Regions from separate parts of the Sus scrofa genome. Here all the other regions are linked to region 3. Evidence: chromatin contacts called from public HiChIP or PLAC-seq data. All regions are on one chromosome and are shown on one strand. The core of a region is the stretch at or near the end of the contact, and the rest is flanking DNA. Distances in the headings are between cores, read along the strand shown.

What was found. HiChIP or PLAC-seq counts read pairs in DNA pulled down with a chosen protein or histone mark.
Region 1: a contact with region 3 is called in an H3K27ac HiChIP or PLAC-seq map of alveolar macrophages. The contact joins the promoter of CYTH4 here to the promoter of GGA1 in region 3. A contact is called at or near these places in 3 of 47 Hi-C or Micro-C datasets (embryonic fibroblasts and retroperitoneal adipose tissue) and 1 of 2 datasets of contacts at active chromatin or transcription factors (alveolar macrophages).
Region 2: an H3K27ac HiChIP or PLAC-seq map of alveolar macrophages shows a contact between it and region 3. The contact joins the promoter of POLR2F here to the promoter of GGA1 in region 3. A contact is called at or near these places in 2 of 47 Hi-C or Micro-C datasets (heart right ventricle and liver) and 1 of 2 datasets of contacts at active chromatin or transcription factors (alveolar macrophages).

The regions. Positions count from the first base shown.
Region 1 is chr5:10,520,184-10,523,275 of Sscrofa11.1, reverse strand. CYTH4 (cytohesin 4) reads left to right here and starts at 1,693. Exons shown (of 13, transcript NM_001144121.1): 1 at 1,693-1,711. The coding sequence starts at 1,693.
Region 2 is chr5:9,916,026-9,919,465 of Sscrofa11.1, reverse strand. It overlaps POLR2F (DNA-directed RNA polymerases I, II, and III subunit RPABC2), which reads left to right and starts at 1,745. Exons shown (of 5, transcript XM_003481541.3): 1 at 1,745-1,876. The coding sequence starts at 1,857. It overlaps C5H22orf23 (UPF0193 protein EVG1), which reads right to left and starts at 1,680. Exons shown (of 7, transcript XM_003481544.4): 1 at 1,422-1,680; 2 at 1,120-1,231. The coding sequence starts at 1,222.
Region 3 is chr5:10,212,047-10,215,275 of Sscrofa11.1, reverse strand. It overlaps GGA1 (ADP-ribosylation factor-binding protein GGA1), which reads left to right and starts at 1,446. Exons shown (of 19, transcript XM_021091505.1): 1 at 1,446-1,881. The coding sequence starts at 1,839.

The sequences.
Region 1 (3,092 bases), core at 444-2,943, 310 kb before region 3:
CGGGACGGGGGGCCGTTGTAGCCAGCTCTTGCATCAACCTCACCCCCTCCCCTGGGTGCCCTTCATTCATTCGTTCGTCCATTCGTTCATTTATTGCACATTCATACACCCGCATGGGCCCCCAGCATTTACCAAGCACAGGACACAGAGGGCCCTTGTCCTCCTGGGCTTTGAGACTGGTGGGAAAACAGATGAATACACAATATGTGCCACAAAGTGACAAGGAAGGAGCAGTGAATTTATAGATGTTTCTTTTTCTTTTTTCTTTTTTTCGTCTTTTTAGGGCCGCACCTGCAGCACATGGAAGTTCCCAGGCTAGGGGTCAAATCGGAGCTGTAGCCTCCGGCCTACGCCAGAGCCACAGCCACGCAAGATCTGAGCCAGAGCCACAAAAACCTGGGATCCAAGCCGTTTCTGTGACCTACACCACAGCTCCTGGCAAGGCCAGATCCTTAACCCACTGAGCGAGGCCAGGGATTGAACCCAAATCCTCATGCACACTGTTCGGGTTCTTTACCATTAAGCCACAATAGGACCTCCTAGATATTTCTTCTTTTGAAGTATTTATTCATTTTTGGCTATGCCCACGGCATGCAGAAATTCCCAGGCCAAGGATAGAACCTGAGGCACAGCAGTGAAAACATCGAATCCTTAGGCCACAAGGGAACCCCTATAAATATTTCTTCACACTGTACTTTTTTCCACCAAGGATTTGAATCAGCTTGCCAAAAAAAATTAAAAAAAGACACAAGCAGTCGAATTGTAAATTTTAACCCCCAAAGAAAATTGAAACCTAAAAGAGAAAGAAGATAGTGTTTATTGACTATTCATGCATCTTACATGCATTATGTCCCCCATGTTTTTCATAACCCCGAGGTGAGAATTAGTATTCAGCTTTTACAGGTAAGCAAACTGAGGCTCATTGCCAATAAGTGACTCACCCAAGTTCACCCAGGCCCTGAGTGGCAGAGCTGAATCACCCTGCTGTCTGGCCTCAACGTCTGTCTGTTACAACAGAACAGTCGTCAAGGCACTTTGGATTTGACTGAGCTTCCCAGCAACCTGGGGGAAAAGGGAAACTGAACATCTGGCCTGACCAATCACTAGACAGGCAAAAGCCAAGCATTTCATTGAGGGGAGGCAGAGCCTTTGCTAGCACTGGATTAATTTTTCCTTGATCAAGGGAGGGTTGATGAAAGAGAGCTTGTGGGGTGGGACCTAGGGGGCTCCGCTTGGACTGTTCAAGTGGAGTGACCCTTCAGCTGAAGGGCAGGGAGGTTGCTGAGTAAGTGCCCATGGTCCCGCTGGAGAAGGATCTGTGCTCTAATAAGCATCTTCCTCGGGGGGGTGTGTCTGCATGTTTCTCTCTGTCGCACCATCTTTCTCTTTTTATCCCCCGCCCCCCGTGTCCTTCTATCCCTCCCTCGTCCACCCCCAACATGCAAAGAGTCCCCAGTACGCAGAACTGGTTTTAGGAAGTGCTGTTACGTCAAGAGCCTACGTACCAGAGCCCCAGAGCCCCAGAACCCAGGCAGGACAGGACTTCCTCCCCACACAGGGGCTGGGCGGGGCGGGCGGACGGGAAGGGGCCTGCTCTAGCTGAGGTGACACATCTCTGCCTGAGCAGCCGAGCTGCAGCTGGGTCAGCAGGCCCCTGGAGCCCGGGCCGCCCTTCCCCGGGGGGGCTTCAGAATGGACTTGTGCCACCCAGGTAAGCGTCTGGGCCGACCTGTCTGGGCCTCAGTTTCCTGTTCTGTAGAATGGGGATAACGGTGCTGGCCTCACAGCAATCAGTGTGTACATAGATATAAGCCAGATGGGACAGGCAGGAGCAGAAAACAGAGGTCTAGGCGCTCGGGCTTGGTGCCAAGCTGTGTTCCAGGGGCCGGGAGTCCAGCGAACGAAGCGGGGGCTCCCCTCACCCTCAGGAGCTTATTATGTTCTAGGGGGAAGACAGACAGTGCGAGTGTGCGTGTGCTTGGTCGGGAGGTGACAAGCCGGATGAGCGGCACGGTGAGATGAGGAAGATGGGACAGGTGGCCGAGAAGACCTCAAGAGGAGACACTGTTTGAGCCGAGGCTTGAAGGAGGGAGGAAAGGATCCGTGTGGGTTTCTGGGGAAAGAATATTCCAGACGAAGGAATAGCCAGTGCAAAGGTCCGGAGGTGGGACGCGAAAGATAGCTTGTGTCAAAGACGGTGACATCCGTGAGGATGATAAGTGTCCGGGTGGCAAAAGCACCCTGCAGCCCCAGTTTGGCCTCTGGTGGGGGACGGTGGCCTCTGGGGCGGCTGAGGACACCACTGATTGCCAGTGGAGGGGCCCAGGAATGAGCAGCCGGGGACCGTGGCCGGGCCCCTGCCCGGTCAGCAGGACCATGTGTCTGGAGGGGAAGGAAAGGAGGCTGCAGAGTGGGTACAGGGGCGGACGGGACTCCGTTGTGTTTCCGTGAGGAGGAGAGAAGAGGGCCCAAGTCCTTCTCAGAATATTCCAGCATGGCCTGGAATTCCTGAGGACAAGGGCTGCCTGGAGCAGTTCGGTTCCCCAGGTCCAGATAATGTGCAGCAGAACCCTACCTTCAAACAAAACCTCACACAGGAGTTCCCGTTGTGGCTCAGCAGCAACAAACCTGACTAGTATCCGTGAGGATGTGGGTTCGACCCCTGGCCTCACTCAGGGGGTTAAGGATCTGGCGTTGTCGTGAGCTGAGGTGCAGGTTGCAGGCGTGGCTTAGATCTGGTGTTACTGTGGCTGTCGTGTAGACTGGCATCTGCAGCTCCGGTTCGACTCCTAGTCTGGGAACAAAAGAACCCTCATACAAGGCAGTCCGACCCCGCCCACTGGGCCTCCCCTCACCCCAGGGTTTCAGGGGAACACAGCTAGAGAAGCAGGCATTAGTTTCAACAACCCCCATTTACAGATGGAACAAAGGAGGCCAAGAGAGGGACACCGTCCTGCTGGGGCAGGACCCCTCCCCACCTCCTGGCTCCCCTCCCCACCCTTTCTCCCCAAACCCTGAGCTTCCCCTGCGGGCTTTGGGAGGCAGGTGGCTCACAGACTGTAGGGGCTTGGTGAACACACCGCAGGTGGCAA
Region 2 (3,440 bases), core at 496-2,995, 300 kb after region 3:
CTGCTTCATTGTTTTCTATAGCACCCATCACCATCTAAGTTCTATATATTTTACTTATTTATCATTGTAACATTCCTACTGAAATATTAGCTCCATGGATGCAAGTCTTTTTTCTTTTTTCTGTTTTGCCTTTTTAGGGCCACACCTGCTGCAAATGGAAGTTCTCAGGCTAGAGGTTGAATCGGAGTTGTAGCCATTGGTCTACACCACAGCCACAGGAATGCCAGATCCGACCATGTCTGCGACCTACACCACAGCTCATGGCAATGCTGGCTCCTTAACCCACTGAGTGAGGCCAGGGATGGAATCTGCGTCCTTATGGATGCTAGTCAGATTTGTTTCCACGAGCCACGAAGGGAACTCCACAAGATTTTTTTTTCTTTTTCTTTTTTTTTTTTTTTTTTTACTGCTGTATCATCAGCAACTGGAACAATGTCTAAAAGCTCACAGTGGGCTTAAAATCTTTTTTTGTTGTTGTTGAGTGAATGAACAAGCAGTCATTAAGCATGTGCCAGGGGCTGGAGTTACAATTGCGAGCCAAAACAGGCACCGTGTCCTGATGGGAGTTCATGAACTAGAAGGGCAGATGGATGTTAATTCAACATGAATTCATAGGGACACACAAGGTATCTGACTACAGGTTACGCTAAGCCCAGTGAAGGAAAAGGCACTGGGAGTGTGTGGGCACCTAACGGTTGGTTGCACTGTGTTGGTGGTGGGTGGGGAGGAAATAAGGCTTCTCTGGAGAAATTGAAAGTGTGATATAGTATGTGTCACTGGGTCACCATGCTGTACAGTAGGAAAAAAAAAATTGTATTGGGGAAATAACAATTACAAAAAAAAAGAATAACCAAAAAAAAAAAAGTGTGATATAAGGGATGCATAGCAGTTAACTACTCTAAAATTCGTGAGTTCTTTGACTTTTGGCCACTTTCGAGTTGCAGGACCCCCAAACTTTCCTGAACCCCAGGCTTCTTATCTGAAAAATGAAAACAGCAATTGCAAGCCATAAGTCATGCAGGTGAGAACTGAGTTACAGAGGTTAACAGTGACTACCGCTCTCCTTTTGTCCTTTCATGCACTGACACCACCGCCCCGCCCCGCCCGACCACCACTGACCTCTGAGCAGCTCGCAGGTTCTTGGGGTGTAAGCGGCCGGCTTGGGGCAGCGCCAGAAGCCAGTTCCTTTGGTCACAGTCTCCACCCTCTCCTGGGAAGCCATGGGAGGGCTCTGAGGAGGGAAAAACGCGACGACACACCCCCTGTCTCCCATATACAACCTCTGCTTCCGCATCCCCAACACCACCCAAAGTTTGGGTCTGGCGGGGGCGGGGCCCGCAAGAGAATCGTGACGCCGCCCATCAATATCGCGACAGTGCCCAATCCTCCCACCCGGAACAGATCCACTGGCAGATACACACATGCGAACAGAGACCTCATCCAGACCCGGCGCCTGTGGCAGGGAAGCCACCTCTGGAGGAAAGGGGCGTTAGGGTAACCTTGCCCGTTGTGTGATAGACCCAAACGGAAACCTCACTCTTAGGTAAGACTCCGGCTGGGTGCCCACTGAGAGTGGCCGCTAGGCTCTGAAGGAGCACCCGCGCCGGAGCCCTGCAGGAATGCTTTTGAGATCTCCGCTGCTCAAGCTCTGGTTATACACTCTGGCTACCATGGTAACAAGCTCTAGCTTCTCGGCGCGTGCGCACTATCGCCCTGCCGATCCTCCCGGAAGCAATTGCCTCTAGGTCACAGCGCAGGCGCAGAGTGCGCGTGGCGCAGCTCGTGGCGGAGGCGCGCAGTTTGCGGGTCTCCGCGCGACTCTTAGCGCAGAACCAGGGAGCTGCGGCGCGGGCGTCATGTCTGACAACGAGGACAAGTGAGTGCGGGAGCAAAGTGAGCTTTGCCGAGCCTGGTCAAAGGAGGTTAAGGAGCCGTTAACCGAGGGGCAATGCGTGAGGGGACTGGGGGTATTGAGGGGCCCGCGGAGCTGAAGAAGGGAAAGGCGGGGGGACCAGGAGCTTAGACCTGGTCACAGGCTGGGCCAAGAAAAGCCCCAGTTTGAGGATCCGGAGAGAATCAGTGAACGTGGTATCTTTCCACAAACTTTCACGGAGTCGGGCTCTGTCTCTTGATTTGGAATTACTGAGGTGAATTAGGCATAGCTCCTGCTCTTCAGGTAGGGGGCCCTTTCTAGAAAAGGGGACAGGCCCACAGACGGATACTGCAGGGGTCGTGTGAATTGCACGAAGTATGTAAAAGAAACCCAGCGGAGGGTCTGGGGAGACTTGAGGTGGTAAAAGTCTGGGAGGCTTGCGGTAATCCAGGAAAAAAAAAGGAGTGACTTGTACTAGGTAATCGTAGTAGAGGTAGTGAGAAGTGGTTTTGATTTCTGGGTTTATTTTGAAGCTAGAACCGGAAAGATTCCCTGAATGTGTGGAGGAGAGACAAAAATAGAGGCGTCTTTAGCATAAGAGTATTAGTCAAAGCTAAGAGAGGGGGCGATCATGGGGAGGCGGCAGGGGGGTGGGTGGTCAGTAGAGAAGAGGAGATGAATGAGCGTCAGAGCATCCTAACTGTGGAGTGCCTGGAGGGAAGAGAAGCTGAGAAAGAGCCACTGTGAGGCGGGGGAACACCAAGACCGCGAGGTGTCCTTTTCTTTCTTTCTTTCTTGGTCGCCCTTGTGGCATCTGGAGTTCCTGGGCCTGGGATCAGGTCCGAGCCACAGTTGTGACCTATGGCACAGCTGCAGCAGTGCTGGATCCTTAACCCACTGTGCCGGGCCAGGGCTCGAACCTGTGTCCCAGTGCTCCAGAGATGCTGCCAGTCCTGTTGCGCCGCAGCGGGAACTCCAGTGGAGAGTGTTTTGAGTGAGAGGGAGTGATTCGGTGTGCCACCTGACAGATCAGGCTAAATGAGAACAAGAATAGACCAGTGGATTTAGCAACGTGCAAATCATTGATGAACTTGAAAGGAGTGGTTTTGGTGGAGCCAAGGAGCTGAAAGTCTTTGGGAGTGAGATGATGACAGAATGTGAGGAGAAGAATTGGAAATGGCGAAGATGGACGACTCTTTCATGAATTTTTCTCCCACAGGGGGGCATGGAAATAGGGCTCTGGAGGGAATAGAAAAGGAAGCTTTGGCGTTCCTGTCATGGCTCAGTGGTTAACGAATCTGACTAGGAACCATGAGGTTGCAGGTTTGATCCCTGGCCTTGCTCAGTGGGTTAAGGATCCGGCGTTGCCATGAGCTGTGGTGTAGGTCACAGATGCGGCTTGGCTCTGGCATTGCTGTGGCTCTGGTGTAGGCTGGTGGCTACAGCTCTGATTAAACTCCTAGCCTGGGAACTTCCACGTGCCGCGGGTGTGGCCCTAGAAAAGACAAAACCAAAAGAAAAGAAAAGGAAGCTTTGTTTTAGTAAGTTGAGGACATCAAATGACTTA
Region 3 (3,229 bases), core at 197-2,696:
TAAAGCTTATGAATAATAGTTTCAACTCATTCATGCATTCAATGCATGATTTTTTTTTTTTTTTTTTTTTGGCCGCACCCATGGCATGCTGTAGTTCCTGGGCCAGGGAGCCAACCTGCGCCACAGCTGCAACCGGAGCCAAAACAGTGACAACCCCGAATCCTTAACCCACTGAGCCGCCAGGAAACACCTCAATGCGTGTTGATTGAACACTTATGTGCCAGTTATTCTTTCAAGCCTTGAGGATACATCGATGAACCAAATAGATGAAATTCCTCGTCCTCACAGAGCTTACCTTCCAGTGGGGGCAAGAGACAAAAGACACGATGAAGAAAAGAAGTAATCAGTGGAGACAGGTGCTAAGGAGAAAAGTTCAGCCGAGACAGTGAGTGGGGAGCCTGTGTTGGGGGGATTCACTTAGCAAACACTGGTTCACTGAATTCTAACAAGAATGATTCAGATGGGAAGTCTTGAGATCCAAGGAGGCTAAGTGACTTGTCCTAGGGCAGTTTGGAAAGCAGCGAGGTCAGAATTTGAACCCTGGTCAAATCTCTGCTCTCTTTAAAACGTGACCCTGGACAGACTGCATGTGCCCCTAAATCAGTGCGGTAAATGTATTATTTCTGTAACAATTCATGTCACAGTAATAAAAGAAACAAACGAAAAGAGCTCTAAGTACATATTATGTTACAGCTTTTATTGAGGAATGCAATAAACATACATATCACTTTCCTGTATAATTTTAATGGTTTGTGGGGGAGAGTTGAGAAAAGCATCTCGGTTTGCTGAATAGTTGAGTTTAGGGGAAAAACTGACCCAAGCACATGCCTCTCAAACTCCCTGATGAGGTCACCTCGGTTCTGCAAGGTGAATCGAGGTCGCTTGCGAAGGCAACGGCTGAGCAGAACCGGATTCGCCAGATTCCCTTTAACCCTCCAGGAGACAGGGAGGCTCCCGAGCACACCACGGGTCAGTTCCCCGGAAGGCCGCCAGGGGGCGACAGAAGGAAACGGACCCAGGTGAGCTCGTGACGTGCCCCGGGGCCTGGAAACTGCGGGGTGCATGAAATGATCTCAGAATGAATGCAGGAGATAGCACGGGGTTCGGGCTTTGCCACTTGTGTGACCTCAAACGATCCGGTTCATTGGTTTGTTGTGAGGAGTAAATAGAAAAATGTGTAAAAGTTCTCAAAGGAGTTCCCTGGTGGCTTAGCCGGCTAAGGATCCCCTGTTGTCACTGCTGTGGCGCAGGTTCAATACCTAGCCTGGGAATTTCCACATGCTTTGGACGCAGCCAAGGGGGAAAAAAAAAGTGCTTAAAACGATGCTTGGACAACTGTAAACACTCAATAAACTTTAACGGCCCAAGTAAGTCGTTGCCCTTTTAAGGCCCCGCCATGTTTACATCTAAGCGGAAATACCCGCTCAGGATTCCGGAAGTGACCTAAGAGCCCCTCAAAAAGATGGCGGTGGAACGTTCGGCCGGAAGCGGTCACAAGCGTTTTCGTGACGCGAAACGAATTAGAGCGTCCCGCGGGGTTTCCATGGTGCAGCTCTCAGCCCCGAGTCCTTCTGCTTCCTCTCCGGCCTGAGCGCTGTGGACGAGGAGGCCGGCAACCCGTTCCTCCCCCCGCAGTCGCCGCTTAGGGGAGGGGTTGGGCGAGCAAGTGACGCTCTAGGCGAGTAGTTCTCGTCTCTATGGTGCTGAATGCTCTCACGCTCCGCTCTCGCGCGTTGGGACGGACGTTGCCCCTTTAATCGGCCGAGGGCGGTGCCGAGGAGGTCCCGCGAGAGCGGCGGGGGGCGGGGGGCGGTGCCGAGGCTGGGGGCCCGTGGCGGATGGAGCCCGCGATGGAGCCGGAGACTCTGGAGGCGCGAATCAGTGAGTGTCCGGGAGGGGCGCGGGCCGGACCGGAACCGGAACCAGGGGCACTAGGCGGGCCCCTTCCCGACGGAGGCGGGGTACGGGGCGCCCCCTCCTCACGCCCCGCCCCCGGCCCGGGGAGGGACGGTGTCCCAAGCCGGTACCTCAGACTCTGGGTTGAATAGAGACCCCAGCAGGTGCGCGGACTGGCGACGCGAGCGGGCGCCGCCTACCCTTCCGATCCGAGGGCAGCGACCCCCAGGGAGGAGTGAGCTGCGCCCCTCTCTGTGCCCAGAACCTCCGGGATGGAGAAAGCAGCCTCCAACCCCCTCGGGCCCAGACTTCAACGCGGAACGGACGCCCTAGTCTTTCCAAGGAGCCCGGGATGGTAGCAAGCGAGCAGCCCCTGGGGCTGAACCTCAGACCCAAGAGGGAGGGATCCTGCTCCCCTGGAACCCCGAATCCTCCGCTTTCTGACGCTGCATGCGTGACTCGCTCCTATCCATTCCTTGAGCTTGCATCTCCGCTCAGATTTGCTCGTTCCCCCACCCAGGAAGGGAGGGTCCACTAACCCATGAGAGCCCCCGAGTTCTGGCCACATAGTGAGAAACCCCTAAACCCTACAGGTTTGAGTCCGGTCTCAGACTCCAGAAGTAATTTCAAGGTCTCTATCCCTGCCCTCAACCCAGCCCCTTGGCTTCTGCACCCTCACCAGACTCCTTTCCCAGCCCTCTCCTGGCTTCCTCCAAATGCCTCTGCATCCCCTCCTGTGTCTCTTCCTAATACCTGGCTTTCAGAGTATCAGCCGCTACACGGTCCACCTGACCTCCCTATCCCACACTACAGAAGCTTTTCAGCTCTCACAACCCCTCAAAGCATGGCTTGCTTCTCCCCGGGCTGGTGACAGCTCCCTCTCAAGTCTTTCTTCCTGTTGGGCCCACATCTGCCACAGGACCTCGGGGCAGCCTCTGCTCAGGTCTACCTTCAGTTCAGCCTCCTGGCCTCAGGCACACCAGGGAGCTGCCCAGGGTGTTGGGGGGCTATGATCAGCCCCTTTGAAGCCAGTCTTGTGCAGAGTTGAGTTCTGAGGTTGGTCCCAGAATCACACTGTCTCCAGCGGAGGGGGAGGGCCTGGAAAGGAAGCACTCAGCGGCCATCGAGACTGTTCTGGAACGCCACAAGTGTCCAGGTCACAGCAATAACTGGGGGGGATGGGCAGGGCCCTGGTTGATAGATCTGACCGCCGCAGGCCTTGGGCTGTGGCTGATACAAAACCAGTGTCAGGTTGAGCAGCAGTGGGGATTTTCTGCAGGGTCAGAGGATCTGATCTGAGGAACAGACAGGAGTCAGGGCACACAGGTTTGGC